2 separate regions of the Gossypium hirsutum genome follow, and region 2 is linked to region 1. Evidence: chromatin contacts called from public Hi-C data. All regions are on one chromosome and are shown on one strand. The core of a region is the stretch at or near the end of the contact, and the rest is flanking DNA. Distances in the headings are between cores, read along the strand shown. Region 1 has its middle 23 kb from the start of LOC107892241. Region 2 holds the start of LOC107892240 (terpene synthase 10).

Region 1 (2,897 bases), core at 289-2,788:
CATGTAGTTGTCTTTCTTAATAATATGCAATGTATAGGAGATATTAGAAAAACGAAGAGAATAATTTCAAATATTATCGTGTTTCCTAAAATCAGAAGGTTTCCAAAATCCACAATTTAAATCAAGTATAAAGTATCAAACTTCTTTTCTTTCATAGTTATTATAGAAATTTCTTGATTAGCATGAGATAGAAGAATAATTCAATCAATCATAAAAGTAAGCTTATTTTTCGTTTCTTTTTTTCAAGTTTAGGACAATTAATTTTGAATGCGTGTATAGATAACAACCAAAACACCTAACCCGAATTACTAGCTTAATCAAACCTAAACAATCTTCGATGCTACACATATCTACATCAGCGGAGTATACTAGGAAACATCGAGCCTTTTGACACGAAGGTAAATGGCAACCAAGCACCTACCCTCGGTTACTCCAGTTGTGCCACTAGTTCTTTTCGAAGCTTATGAACTAGATAGAGGAGTAGTCTATTCTCATGCTTATTATCAAGATTATCCAATTAAGCACATTCTTCAATATTCAATCCAATACTCAAACTTGAAATATATCAAAATTTCACCTAGATTATTCTTTGTACGCATGGTTCAAACAAAATTATTCTCTAAATAAATCCTAAAATCGATTATAGAAAGCATATCAATAGAAAAGAACCATGAATTTAGATCAGATGAAACATCTATAATTCTAAAAAATGTCCTATTATCATAAATTAAACCTACACACTCTATATTAAATTAACATGCAGGTTTCAAAAATATTCATCACGATAGATTTACAAATTGCAAAGACATAAAAAATATTCCAACATATCATCGAGTTAAGATTTTATGCAAACTACATGCATCATGCAAAATTTGTGCTTAAAAATTAAAATTAAAATTAAAATTAAAATTAAAAAAACCATACAAACTAAATTGACTAGACTCCCTCACCTTTAAATTAAACATTTTTTTCAATGTTCCAAAACTGTGCGAAGATTTAGGAAACTTCCTTGCTAAAGTACTTATAAAATAAATCGAGGTAGACCCATCATTTGCTCTTTTTGAAGCACCAACAACTTGTTCTATTAAGGTGTTGTGGTCCTTAAATAACAACAACAACTAAAAAACAACAAAATAAAAAAAAAATTACTGAGTAGTCCAAGAATTAATTTCACAGTCGCATCTATCTCTCTTTTCCTTGTGCTCAACAAATAAGTCCAACAACAATGAGAATTTAATGAGAAAAAATAAAATAAAAAATTAAAACGATCTCACCAAATTTTCAAAGTTGCTTCCTTGATCTATTATCAAAACTTTTCTTTCATTACGCTTGATTTAGAAAAAAAAAAAGACAAACGGCTAATGTGAGTAAAACAACCTTTAGGAGGTCAAATATAGGGTATAATATCAAATATATTTTTTAAATACCAAAATACCCTTAAAACATGAAATTGGATTATCCACTCCACCAAAAGCATAAAACAATTCGAGCTAGGAGGGTCTCTAGGGCATGGCGGCGTGGTCTTGTGGCACTAGGGTGAGCTCATCTTTGGGTCAGAGCTAAAAAACATTGACTACAAGTGTCCTTGGTCATGTTGGGGTGCCATATCTTGCGTTGTGGAACTAAGGCTTACAAGCAATCGCACTAAGGCTCTAGATTTGGTGCAGCTACTCCAGATCTAGGGTCAAGGCTCTATAGTTTTGACCAACAACCCACTCACCCTTCTTTTAGTTCTTCACATTTTGCTTATTTTTCTCAATCATTTCACTTCCATTGGTGCTCAAACTTGCATCCCAAATTCATATGCACCTAATTAGAGTCATGAAACACCAAATTAGTTAATAGTACTAAATCATTTAAATTAAAATAAAAATGCTAATATATGAAAATATGACACTAAAAATGTAAATGTGACACTAAAAAGGCAAATGAACCTAAACATGATATTTTACTTTAAGATCAATGAAAAGTAAAGCAATCAGGGTCCAAAATATATTAATTATTTGTTTATCCTTAAATAAAACAAAGAGTAATGCGTGTGAAAATGCAAATGCACGTGAAACCTAGAGATGCATTCTATATGCAATGCAATGAAATAAATAAATACTATTTAACCATAGAGTTGCCTCTCTGTAAGAGCCATTGTTTAACTTCTTTGGCTAACTGTTGTTCTTTGAATTTTCTAAGTAATTAAATCAAGTGGAAGGGTTCCTCTATCTTTCAAAATTTTTTGCTTTTGCTTGTCTGGTGGTTTCATCTCTTTTGTAGTGCTAAAAATTTCTATTATCCTTCAAGAGAAAGGTTTCTACAAGGAAGCACTTTCGAACCAACAAAATTAATAGATTTAAATGGGTTAAAAACATCTATAGCAAAAACACAAGATACAACACTTGGATTTTCAATGCCATCATAAATATTGAACTCAATAAAGGTTTTGGTGAGAAGGTTTTGCAAGATAATGTTGAAAATAGTGAAAGTGGAAAATAAAAATGTGTAGAGATAGTGGAAAATGAAGAAAAATAGGGAAGTTTCGCCACCCTCAAATGGTCAGTTGCTACTTGGAAAAGATGAGAAAATATTCCTCATCTTTTTATCATATTTTAACAATATAATATTATTAATGGTTCAACAAGTCAACAACTTAAAAGAAATGAAGCATGTGACAAAATATGCTAGTTTATCATTTAAAAATTCAATAAAAAGGTCTCATCATCATCTCATCACCACAAGTCCAAATATGGTCTAATATTTAATTCCTTATGGTTCTAAAAGTCTAATTTACCTTTGGTGACAATTATCATTTGCCCCTAACCATGAATTTTTACTCAATTGGGCCAAATACAGTTCAATTGACATAGATTACCTTTTAAAGGCTTCTAAATAATCTAAAATTCATT
Region 2 (2,879 bases), core at 52-2,551, 70 kb before region 1:
CTCGTCCAGGTGTTCCTCGTCCACCTCTATATCCTCCACGATTGCTTGAACCTTGTCCAAAACTATTACTAGATCCACTTTTATTGAAGGACAACTTGCTTTGCAAGACTTGCTCCAAATTTCCAGTATCATCATTTTGCTTGATTTTATGCTCATAGGCTTGGAGGGAACCCACACGTTCTTTGATTGATATTTGTGATTAATATTTTGATTCTTCAATGGCAATAACCACATAATCAAATTTTTGTGTTAATGACGACAAACTTTTTTCTATTACTCTTACGTCATCAAAATTTTCTCTATTCCTTTTCATTTCATTTACCACCACTTTCACTCGGGTGACATAATCATCAACAATTTTTGAAACTTTCATCTTCAACATCTCAAATTCGACTCTAAGGGTTTGTAAGTGTAGCTTTTTTGCTTTTTCCACTCGAAGGGATTTTTTGCAAAATCCCCCATTCTTCATTTGATGTCTTCGCATTTGAAATGTTTTCAAAGGTTGATTCATGAACACTTTGAAAAATAAAGAAAAACGCTCTCTTATCTTTTTTTACAAACTTCTTTCAATGCTCTTTTTTCCTCGTTTGTCAAAACCACTTCGACAGCTGCATTTTCGGGCTCGACATATCTTTCTTCAACAATAACCCAACAATCTTAAGAATCAAGCAAATCCTTCTTTTGAATGCTCCAATTTCCATAAATTGTCTTTGTTGATTTCAGGATCTGCAGTTGAATCATGTTTCCCATTGTGACGTCGACATGAACCTAACTCGAATACCACTTGTTGGAAGTGTATGGACAATTAATAACTGAAAAATAATTTTATTACACACAAATATTACACAATACAAATAATTTTTTTTTTCTCTCTGTACTAGTTGCTGCTAGTTTTCTATCTTACGCTGTCTTTTTTTTCTTGTTCTTTTACTCACACCACTTATTCTTTCTATACACATTATGCTTACATATTTATAGGCTTGGTTAAACCGTTTTAGCTTATGGATAAGTATACTTAAACTCATGCCAGATTCATAATTAATCAACTTAATCAAAGATAAGGTTACTAGCTTGCAAGCCATAATTATCTAGTGTTTTATGTAACTTCCAGTAAATTTATCATTATTTTCATCTAAATCCTTATGTAATCATCACCAACCTGCCACGTTACTAACCAAATTGTACGGCAACTCTTGGCTTCAAGCTTTATTTGGTTTTGAGAAGTTAAAAAGGCTTTGAAAAGTCAATTTGACTTCTAAATATAATAAAAAGAAAATAGCATTAACTGATTATATATACATGGTGTGGCATGCGTCGGTTTTTGCAGAAAGTTGAATCTTTTTTTTTCTTTTCTGAAAGTAAAGTACAGCTAAGCTCTAAAGTTGAATCACTCATTTGAAATTGCCTAAGTGGAGCTTTTTCATGGCCTTTAGTCTCGTAACTGCAGTTCCTAGCAGCAGTTTCATCAGATTGCACACGAAAGGCACCTCCAACAGATCAAATGTCAACAACTTGGGTGTTGTTCGAGCCTCCAAATCTGTTGCTAAAGCCAATGATTCGGATCAAAAAATTGTTAGACGGTCTGCTAATTACCATCCTCCTACTTGGGAGTACGATTATATTCAGTCGCTCAAGAGTGACTATCTGGTATATTTATATTATTTACATTGCTTCTTGTTGTAATAAGTAGTTAAAACTTAGAACTGAACATTTGCACGCCAATTACTTTGAAGTTACAAAATTTATATTTTATCCAAGCTGAGAATATATTTACTACCCATCCAGGGGGAATCATTTAATGAACAAGCAATCAGACTTCTGGGCGAAGTGAGAATGATGCTTGAGAAAGTTATGGACCCTTTAGAGAAGCTTGAGCTGATCGATACCTTGCAGAGGCTCGGTTTATCTTATCATTTTCAGGATGAAACCAAGAGGATTTTGGAGGATATCCATATAAGGGCTGATCAGAGCAAGGCTTTATGGAAGGAAGGCAACTTATATGCTACAGCACTTGAATTTAGACTCCTAAGGCAGCATGGTTATAATTTAACTGAAGGTAAGAAGTGCAGAGATTTTGTTTAAAACAAACTGCTGTAAAAATAGTAATAGTAATAAACATATAAAATTTTCTATACGTGCAGAGGTTTTCTCCGGTTTCATGGACGAGATGGGGAATTTCAAGTCGAGTCTTTGTGAGGACTGCAAAGGGCTTCTAAACTTGTATGAAGCTTCACACCTTTCCATGGAGGATGAAGGTATCTTAGACACTGCAAGGCATTTCGCAGCTAAACAGCTTCAACAATATCTGAAACAAAAGAAATTAGATGAATATGTTAGGATGCTAGTGGAGCATGCCTTGGAACTTCCTCTACATTGGAGGGTGTCAAGGTTAGAAGCCAGGTGGTTTATAGATGTGTACGAGAAAAGAGAGAAAAGAAATCCTATTCTTTTGGAGCTCGCTAAATTGGATTTTAATATTGTGCAAGCAGTGTACCAGGATGATCTAATATACGCTTCCAAGTAAGTGCATCCATGGTCTAACAAAGAATGGAATTTTATTAATTAAATACACACACACACACACATATATTTGTCATCTAATCTTTTGAGATGAAACGATTGTGCAGGTGGTGGAGGGATATAGGTCTGGGAGAAAAGCTACCCTTTGCAAGAGACATGTTGATGGAAAACTTTCTATGGACAGTAGGCATTGCATTTGATCCTCATTTTGGGAACCTTAGAAGAACTCTAACAAAGATTATCGCATTAATAACAAGTATTGATGATGTGTATGATGTGTATGGTACATTGGACGAGTTAGAGCTCTTCACTCAAGCTGTTGAGAGGTATGATATGAATTTTCTAAAGTTTAATATTCT

The links. A called contact is a pair of places that touch in the nucleus more often than the background predicts.
Region 2: a contact with region 1 is called in a Hi-C map of leaf, with 2.2 times the contacts expected there. The contact joins the promoter of LOC107892240 here to the enhancer-like site in region 1. A contact is called at or near these places in 15 of 34 Hi-C or Micro-C datasets (anther, callus, cotyledon and 4 more).

The regions. Positions count from the first base shown.
Region 1 is chrD09:10,121,767-10,124,663 of Gossypium_hirsutum_v2.1, reverse strand. No RefSeq gene overlaps it. Among protein-coding and RNA genes, the nearest start is that of LOC107892241, 23 kb to the right of the region's middle. Within about 2 kb of position 1,538, at least 2 of the 9 cell types and tissues checked have an H3K27ac peak or open chromatin away from gene starts, as enhancers often do. A contact at or near this core is called in leaf, where this site is marked.
Region 2 is chrD09:10,191,678-10,194,556 of Gossypium_hirsutum_v2.1, reverse strand. It overlaps LOC107892240 (terpene synthase 10), which reads left to right and starts at 1,301. Exons shown (of 7, transcript XM_016817264.2): 1 at 1,301-1,647; 2 at 1,786-2,056; 3 at 2,142-2,520; 4 at 2,628-2,846. The coding sequence starts at 1,423.